Regions from separate parts of the Oryzias latipes genome. Here region 1 is linked to region 2. Evidence: chromatin contacts called from public Hi-C data. All regions are on one chromosome and are shown on one strand. The core of a region is the stretch at or near the end of the contact, and the rest is flanking DNA. Distances in the headings are between cores, read along the strand shown.

Region 1 (5,074 bases), core at 2,419-4,918, 180 kb after region 2:
CCTATTCATTCAAATGAAGGAGGTGTGTCCACACTTTTGGTCTGTACTGTATGTATATTGTTAACCAATTGTTTTATTTCGTTTAACTGATTTAAACTAGAAAGAGTTTATAATCTAACATATTTATTGTTCATGTAAATGCTATGAGCTCCTCCTCCTGATAGATACTCCTAGTAATGGAATAGATTAACCTGAACGGAGCAGATTTCCACTCATTCTTGAGGATTCAAACAGACCTCCATGAATAAAAAGAATCAACATATTTGATTAAATACAAGAAAATATGCCATGTTATAGCCCAAATAAACAAGATGAGAAACACAGGCAAAGTCAACATATGACAACATAATAAGCAGACAACCTTAAACTTGGACATAGAAGTAAACAGACAAAAACCCCAAATGCTTCTTTGTGAAGAAACATTTTATTTATTCTCAATCAGTTAATCAGCTGGTTTGACAAGACTACCCTACCAGTCAAACGTTTCGACACGTCCATTCATTTGAATTGATATGTATACCCAAATGTTTGATTATTCTTGTCTAATAAATTACACTAAATCAATTAGTTTAAAAATATTTACAGGGGAAAAACTCAAAAGTGAAATAGCTTAGTTTCAGAGTGACTTTCAAAATTAAAGCGGTGAAAAGGTCAACTAAAAGGTGTTCAACAACACAATTGATATGATTACAGAAAACACCAACCTCAGGTGATATCCAAATATCATCACCTCAATGTTGGACAAATCCCTTAAACATTTCAAGAAACATACTTGTCACCCAAACCCTGATCCTTAACATAACAGGAAGATAAATGTCACTAAAATGTACATTTTCTTACGTTCAGAAAAAAAATAAATGTAAATTTCTTTTTCTCTTTATGGCCCAGTTAAGGTGGGCAAATGAACAGGGAGCAATAAATCATTGTTTATCTCTGTATACTTAAGACTAATTAGATAACCAAAGATTCACAACAAGCTGGATAGTCAGAAAGATCCCGTTTCCTCTCCTCTACCGCCATAGTGAGACAGCATGTAACTAATGTTAGAAGCCCTCAGTTCAGCACTTTGCAGCCTGTCAGCACTGCATAACTCAGCATGGCTCGAGCTCTGATTATGAAATGACTCAGCCAGACCGTATACATTTCAGACAAATCTCCTCAACCGGTCTTGAAAAGAATACAAAATGCTATGTAACAAATGTACAACCATTTCCCCCCTTCGCAAGCTGCACAATAAACACATTTTTAATTGAAACTACAGCCTGTAATGATGCTGGTTGGGTAAAAAATCCCAAACAACGCAGAATCTGGAGCTTTTAAACTGATAAACCAACACAAACAGAAAGACAGATGGGTAACAGCACAGAAAAGCAAGCAAAACAGTCAATGCAGCAGTAAACCTTGTTATTGATAACACTGTTCTGAGGAAAAAGTCACATTTAGATAAAAATATGCATGGATATTGGGAAGACACCAACTCTAACAATTTGCAAACGATCTTAATTGGTTTGCTGTAGTTTTCTTAAACCTATGACAGATAAACTCCAAAGTATTTGTTGTTCTAACCTTTGGAAAGTTCATGCAAGTAACTGCTATGTCCCAAATATTCCAATAAAATGATTTAATAGAAGGAGGTTTCACAAACTAAAAAAGTGTGCATCACAATGTTATGATAAAAAAGAAATGCAATTCTGATGGAACAGACCTTTCATATTCAGAGAAACATGTCAAAGCAAAGTGACAACATGCAGAGGCATCCTTGAATTTTGTTCAAATGACTAGTTGAGCCACATTTTTTTTTTTAAATGTCATGCTACCTAGACTATTTTCCCACAGCAGGGTACTTTTAGAGTAGTTTTTGACAAACTTGCCAGGAAACATTATAAGAAATATTGACACCGTAGAAAACACAGGTTTCCAGATTTAACATCCATCAAAACAAGTGTAACATCTTGTGACTGAAACATGTTGACCAGCTTTGACTCAGCACTACCACAGAAGTAACATCAGACAGAAAACCATCCTTATGATGGTTCTCCTAATCATTAATGTTAGACGATACACTCACATTACAACTTGGTGCAGAGGGATTATGTAAAGCAAGCTGATATGGGATACAGGCCTCAGACGCAGCTATAGACACTCGGGACAAAATGTGCAAGCCAAACCTGGGATGTTGAGGTCGCCAATGAAATAGTAGATAGTGAATCTATGTATTTGTCAAGAACTCTTTTTAAAATAATTTTATGAGAATTAGAGTTCTCAACAGTTATTTTAAGGAAGAACAGTTAAATAACACACTTAAATGTGTAGACCCCATTTCTCAATATTAAATCAAATTAAGGTTAAAATTTATAAGATAATTTAACTGGAATTATAATTCAACAGGATTCAATTAAACCATGTATTCATTTATCTACTTCTAAAACCATTTTGTTAAATCTAAAATGGTTTAAATTGAAAAAGATTTCATTATCATTAAGGTAATTATAAAATATTATGTAGAAAAAAAATGCAAATGCCATTTTTGCTTGAAAAATGACAAAATAAAACCATTTTAAAACTAATTAATTTGATAAAACCAACTTAACTGTTAATTTCAAACTAATTATAAGTCCTTCCGATTCAGTGAAAACATGGAGGTGGCATTTTCAAAGTAAATATTGGTCAGCCTGATCCTTTTTTATTTCAAACCCAGCCCTTTGTCCCTTTCAAACAAGCTTATCCGGTTATGCTCAGGTCAAAAATAATTACCCACGTATTGATGCACTTATATCCATTGGTGCAGGAATGAATTGTAAATAGCTGCACAATAATAACCAAAATATTTGTGTGCATTCAGGAACATAACATTTAACATGTGCTGCTTTTCAGTCTAAATTTGTCAGTCCCAGACAAACAGGGATGTATTATTTTTGCTTAAAGTATTTTTTTAAAACGATATACATAGAAATAAAATAAAATCACATTGATTAAACACTGATATTAGCAAAGACTAAGATTTGAGTGCTCAAAAATAAAAACAGATGAATAAAATCTTTATTCTTTTCTAATTCACTTTCTATAAGTTGGATTCTTGACACATAAATAAATTACGTAGGAATTAACTAAAAGTCGTTTTTCTTTCTAGTACCTCCTCCGTATTAAGGTGCTAAGCTAGCAGCAGCTAACGCAGTGTTGCGAACACAAGTGTTTTATTAGAAATCTGTTAATGTTTTCTGTATTCAAATTACAAACAGTGCTATTGTTAATTAGAAAATAAAAGTTGGATTCATGGTTTCTAATGTGATTGCAATAATTACGATTATTTAGTGCCTAAGTCAGGACTAAAGACGTTAGCCAGCTAGCTATATAGCCAGCTAGCCTTGGCTTGCAGTTCCGTTACTTACGATATACTCTCGAACTTGGCTATGAAAATTCTGCTCTCTGATGGTAACATCGTCTTCTTCCATTCTTCATATTGCAAATACGAAGAAAAAAAAGCGACACGCCCTCTACATCACGGTTCGCGCGACTGGCAACACCTTCCAAAATCTCCAGCTGCTCCTCTCCTCGGCATAAACAGCCCAGTGACAGTTAAAAGCGAAGTACAAGCCGCTCCTTTACAAATACAAACCGCCCCCAAATAAACGCCGTCACCAGCAGGGGGCGGGCTTCCGGTGTGCCCCGGAAGCAGATTGTCACGTGTCCATAGGTCATATCAACAACAGCGTCCGCATGTGCTGTTTAGGTAATAAAAAGAAAATAGATGATTAAAAAAAGTATTAATATAGCAATTGTGGATGCCAAGTTTTCTATTTAAGAGAGCTGAAATATTTTATGGAATGACCCACTTTGAGTTAAATTTGTAAAAATGAAAGGCAAAATTAGGCAGAAAATGAAGAAAAAGAAGGCGAATCCAGTGCTACAAAAGTACATGACGACCGTGGATGATTTCGTTAAAAGTCAAAGTGGTCCAGACGAAGTCGGGAGCAGAAATGAGCTGAGGTTTGTGAAAAAGAAAAGCAGAAAAGAACTACGCAAAGAGAAGCGAAAAATGAAGAAAGCCCGAATGAAGAGTCACTACGAAGGCAAGAAGAAGAGTCCCTGTTTAACCCCCAACGATGGCAAGAGCACAACGAAAACAGAAAATCCGGATAAAAAGACGGATAAAAGTAAGGATGTGTCAAAGGCTGCCTCTGTGGATAAAGACAAATCTAAAAAAAAGGAATCCACCAAAAAAGGGAAACAAGTCAACAGACTGAAAGAGTCAAGACAGATGGCGCTGTTGGAGGCAAATGAACAAGAGGACAGAGAAATAAAGAAGCTAGAGCGGTTTCTTGGGCTGAACAAGAGGAAAAACAAGAAGACTCTTCCTCAGTCTTTTGTGACTGATGGGCTAGATTACATCCTGGGTGTTCTCGACTCTGGTTCCGCGGCTGCAGGAATGTACAGAGGTGATGATGATGATGACGACATGGAGATGGCCAAAGAGAACTTCGAAAAACTTGAAGAGAGCGACACTCAGCAGTCAGAAGAAGATGAAAAAGCTGAAGATGAGATGGCCAGTGAAGTGAGCGAAAATGATGATGATGATGATGATGATGATAAAGAGGAGGATGACATGGAGGAAGATGAGGAGGAGGATGTAAGGGAAGGCAGTGATGAGCTGATGGAAAGTGATGCTGCAGATGAAGAAAACAAAGAAGAATCAGAGGATGAAGATCAGAGTGATGAAAAAGCTCCTCCCAGCTTAAAGTCAGAAGCTGTAAGTTCAGATGCTTAGAATTCCTAGTTTTACCAAACGCTGAGACGTGCATTTATTTATGAATGATGTTCTCCTAATGTTAAGGTCACCACTGAACCTGGAAAGTACGTTCCACCTCAGCTGCGTAACGCTGGAGATGATAAACGCAAAGCTGAGCTGGAAAAGCTCCGAAGGAATATCAAAGGCCTCTTGAACAGGTAGCAGTTCTTCTATATGTTTATAAAGTTATATACATTTTTTTGGATTGTCAACTTGTAATCTTCAATCTGTTTTCTTTAACCATCTGAATTCAGCCCTTCTTGGAAAACTATATTTGACCCAAATCCT
Region 2 (4,793 bases), core at 366-2,865:
ACAGACAAATACACCTGACGCGAGCGTGTCGATTATAAGTGAAAACTACAGCATCTCACGTTTTAATACTTGGATAAAACACCATGGTTTAATCTAAATTAGTTTTGTTTATTACCATGGATACACGTTTCATTTCTGCGTAAAAATAAGCAGTCAAACAAATGTCATTAAAATGAATGGATACTAGCCCTGTGTTCCAAAAAACAGTTAAATAACTAAACAATGATTTGTATCTTAAGCAGAAATTTTAAGAAAAGTTAAAAAAGGATCATTGTTTTTCCAACAAACTGAAACACGGAGAAGCTCCTCACTGACTTTGTCTGTGCTTTGCTCTTCCTCATCCTCGCATCCCTGCTTCACTCACGCGCAGTCCTGGTTCAAACGTCGGTGGAGAACCGGCTCAGCCACCGGCGGCGCCCTGGGAGAACAACTGCAAACTTTACTCTGGTCAGTAAAGTTACTCAAAGTTTTGTCTTTGCCGCGACTCTGGGTCGGGAGCGGCGCGCACAAAACAGTTTGTTTGCATCACTGATTTCTTTTAAAGGGATACGGACCCAGTTCTGGGTCGAGCGCAGCGTCACGACAGGCAAACAGCAGAACATGGGAAGACTCATCACGCTTCCCTGCGCCTTTGAAATCACACAAGAAGGACTCTCGGGCTGTCACCTTTCATTTCTGATGAATTTTACTACCAACTAAAAGACAGAAGCGGAGTCCAGAATGAACAGAAATATTCAAATGCGTAAACGACGTGCTGTTCCATAAGAAAACAGAGACGTTTTAGATGATTAAACAGAAAAAAAATGCTTAAGTAGTTTAAAATTGAAGCTTTGACGTGCCAATTTGTCGTTTTCTTACAGAAAAAGACAATTTCAAGTTGAGCTCTGTTTGCATCTTGTGTGTGTATTTAATGTAGTGCGTAATCCACATCCAGTAAGCTTTTCATTTATATCCAAGATCATATTTTTTTTATTTGCGTAATTTTCAAATCCTGGATTTCCACAATAGGTCATTTGACGTAAAACATTTATTCCTTTAGGTAAAGGTGTTTTCAGTCTTAATTGGGCTAACGTGAACCACGTGCACCCACTAGAAATACATTTTTTGAATATTTTGTTTTAAAACTATGTTGCGGTGCATTTAAATGCGCTGAAATGTGTTTTTTCTTCTCTCATCGGGAATGCCTGCCCTGTAAGCAAGGAACCCCGGGGGTCCTTGCGGTTCACTTTGACAACCGATGCTTCAATCACCTATTGTTTTACGCGCACTGATGCGCACTGCGCTTCCAAACTCTCAAATAAATAAAATAAAACATGTCACCGTTTCTCAAATGCAGATGAAATATTGGGAGTAGCCTGTGTAGGAGCATGCACTGGATTTAAATTAGACTTCCTCTCCCATAGTCCGGGACTCTTTCTCTTTACAAGGGAAGGATGGGCGTTTGTGGACTGCTCCAGAGTCTGCGTCATGTGGCTTGGTTTCTGGCATGCTATTGGTCTAAGGCACGTGTCTGGGAGGACGGTGGGAGAGCGTCACTTAGGGGGCTCGTATTGAAAATAAGAACAAAACTCCAGAGTGAGAGTATTAGAGCATCAGTTTAGGAGCCTCTTTATTTACCCCTAGTTTAGTTTAGGTGTAGGCTTTACTGGGCACGCTGAAATCCAGTGGCAGTGAATCTGTTGGTGCGCAAATGGCAGATGCTTTAGCTGAGAGCTTTCAGTTGTAACCCGAGAGTGAGGGAATATATGTCTAAAATTATGCTTTTCTCAAAGGACACGGCCGCAAGACTTTGCATGGTGTCCAGGGCACTGCGTATTCTTTGAGGTTGTATTTATTTCTTCAACCAGTGCTGGTTTTCTTTTTGGGCAATCCCATTTCCCCGAAGTTCTGCGCGAATCTTATTGCAGCGGAGGGAGCGATAAAGGGGTTAACGCGAGTAAAGCGGGGAAAGTGAATCAGTATGGAAGAAAATGATCGCGGCAGCAGAGATGTGGTGGAGCGGCAGGAGTCGGCAGACGAATCCAACAGAGCCATCCTTCCCCTCCTGCAGGCGCCGGGGAACCTGCAGATTCCTCACCGAGTCACCAATTTTTTCATCGACAACATCCTGCGGCCGGATTTTGGACGGAGAAAGGACGCAGGCGCAAACCGCGAGGAGAGCCTCGCGTCGCGGGAGAACAACCACAACAGCCCCGCCGCACCCCAGACCGAGCCTGTGGGGAGCACCGTTCCAGCAGAGGGGACCTCCACTCCACACACAGTCACCGGCGCAAAGAAGCCCACTATATCCGCCGAGGAGCCACTGCAACCCCTGGGGGAGAGTGGAGACCAGTGCCTAAGCTCAGACTCAGACAGTTCCCAAGCCAGCTCGAACCCATCCGCTTCGGCGCAGCCCATGCTGTGGCCAGCGTGGGTCTACTGCACCAGATACTCGGACCGGCCTTCTTCAGGTTGGTGGCATGCGTTTTTACAACCCCGCACTCACGCTAACCTGAAATACCCCGTAACACTGACCCCGGATGGCTTGACCGATTTTCCAATGGCAGAGTGAAGCAGGCAGCGCGCATTAGCGCCGACCGAACATTCACAAAAACGAATCCATTTCACGCAAAAATAAATAAATAAAAATACAAGCAATCAGTAATCATTTAATGCATGACAAAAGAGACACAAAAATTTACCTTTAAAGTGTAAAATTAAAACAATAACAACGGTAACGTTTTAATTATCAAAGGATAAAACAGTTTAACCAATTATTATTATAAGTCAAACTATATTAAATAACAAATTCTTAAGGTTTTTTGCCGGAATGTTCAACAGAAAGACATAAGAGGAAAGTTATGCATGCAGTAAACAGTATAAGGCGTCTATAAAATCGTATTTGTTGTTGGAGCTGCACAAGTAGTGCGTAAAAATACACAAAAATGTTCTAACTGACCAACATTAAGTGATAAGAATTCATTCTATTTTGAAAGAAAACCAGCGCAGACTCAGCGTATTAAAGCAAGGCCGAGTGTTTTTCTTTCAAAAAGTGGAGTACAACTTGTTCCTATGCATTATGTAACCATATGGAAAGGCGTGTACCTTCACTACTACGAGTTGTAAAGCTGCCGAACACTGATTCATGAACTTCTGGCCGAATTTTAGCAGCTTCGGCCGTGTTTTAGCGCACTGTTTTGAATAGATTCAACACGCGGCACTGACACAGCTCCATCGAACAGGCCTCCATCCAGTTGGAAAATTAATGTGTCTGTAATGTGAGCTGCTCAGATTCTGTTCACGTTTGTTCATTGAGGAGCTTTTCAAGTGGCGTACAAAGGGGGGAAAATGCAAAGCAGCAGCTCTGCAATCGAACCAGTTTTAGGACGAACTTTGCAGGACAGAGGCTTTAGGCTGCGTCAGCGGTGCTTCTACGCTGTAATTGACTAGTATTGCTTCAGATGGTGGCGGTGAGTGTGCAGCCTGCATGTGTGCAGCGTGCATGTATGTGAGCTGCGTGCATGTGTGCAGAGCAACAGGGAAGCATGCATGCTTTGGTTTTTGTTTTTTTGCTCGTTTTTCTTGGAGTAGCAAGATTTGTTTCATGATTTAATTTATTTACGCGGGTTTATGAATAATGACAGCAAAAAATATACTTTTCATTTGGTATTTGATTGGAAAAAAAATAGGGACATGGACACGTGGTGTTTTGTTTTCCTTTTTTTTTAGATTTTGGAGGATTTGTAGTTCTAGATGATATGGTTTTTTTTTTTGTTTGTTTTTTTAAAACATCTTTTACGCACCAAATTGTGGATACTTTTGAAGGCACTGCAATGAATGCAAAGTGGTAGAATTTTAGGCTACACTCGTGTCTGTGTTGCGCACTCGTTTGGATAATTGTTTGCTCAGCTTTAATTGTGTTTTTAAGACTTTTAGTTGCGCTTTTTCCCTCCCTCTCTGACAAACCAAATGTGTCTGTAACCCCCTACCTCCCCGTCCCCTCACGACACAGGGCCAAGATCCCGCAAACCAAAGAAGAAATCGACCAGCAAAGAGGACAAGAGACCACGGACGGCCTTCACCGCAGAGCAGCTGCAAAGACTAAAAACGGAGTTTCAGACAAATCGGTATTTGACGGAGCAGAGGCGGCAGAACTTAGCGCAGGAGCTGGGCCTGAACGAATCCCAAATCAAGATCTGGTTTCAGAACAAAAGGGCCAAAATCAAGAAAGCCAGCGGCACCAAGAACACTCTGGCCCTGCACCTGATGGCACAGGGACTGTACAATCACGCCACCGTCACGTCGAAGGACGAAAAATCAGACAGCGATTGATTTGGAAACAACACGCCTCCTGACGAAAAAGAACTTATAGTAATCCTATGATAGATTTTTATAGAGATATCACAAAAATACAGGAATATTTAATGTCACAGCACATAAAAATACTACTTATCAGTCATTTACGGATGAATCCAGTGCAAAAGGTCACAAGAATCCTTGGGTTTTTAAGGAAACCATAGCTTCCTATGGGAATATTATAGTGCTTTTTCGTTCTATGGGAGGCTTAATCAAGTCTACAATGCAATAAAATGTTAAAAATAAAGGGCCAGTGTATAGAATATACCAGCATAAATTGTTTTAAAGAATAACAGAGACATATTTCTGCAATATCACGTCTATAAAAGATGTTGTATAAAAAGTATGTTTTCATTCTTTGTTGTCCCCGCCCCTTTCAAGAGGAACACACGCTCAACGCCCCCCCCCCCTTTTTTTTATATCCAATGTGATTGTTATTATTTTGAGGACTGGCCCTC

Evidence for each region. A called contact is a pair of places that touch in the nucleus more often than the background predicts.
Region 1: a Hi-C map of embryo shows a contact between it and region 2, with 2.3 times the contacts expected there. The contact joins the promoter of nom1 here to the promoter of en2 in region 2. A contact is called at or near these places in 3 of 5 Hi-C or Micro-C datasets (embryo and gastrula embryo).

The regions. Positions count from the first base shown.
Region 1 is chr20:19,630,880-19,635,953 of ASM223467v1, forward strand. It overlaps nom1 (nucleolar MIF4G domain-containing protein 1), which reads left to right and starts at 3,669. Exons shown (of 11, transcript XM_004081114.3): 1 at 3,669-4,747; 2 at 4,832-4,944. The coding sequence starts at 3,854. lmbr1 (limb region 1 protein homolog) reads right to left here and starts at 3,587. Exons shown (of 17, transcript XM_023949893.1): 1 at 3,390-3,587. The coding sequence starts at 3,452.
Region 2 is chr20:19,457,915-19,462,707 of ASM223467v1, forward strand. en2 (engrailed homeobox 2) reads left to right here and starts at 1,616. Exons shown (of 5, transcript NM_001104744.1): 1 at 1,616-2,166; 2 at 2,168-2,171; 3 at 2,173-2,385; 4 at 2,387-2,450; 5 at 3,992-4,793. The coding sequence starts at 1,961. The coding sequence ends at 4,311. The region is part of intron 4 of LOC105356694 (a long non-coding RNA gene); the gene reads right to left.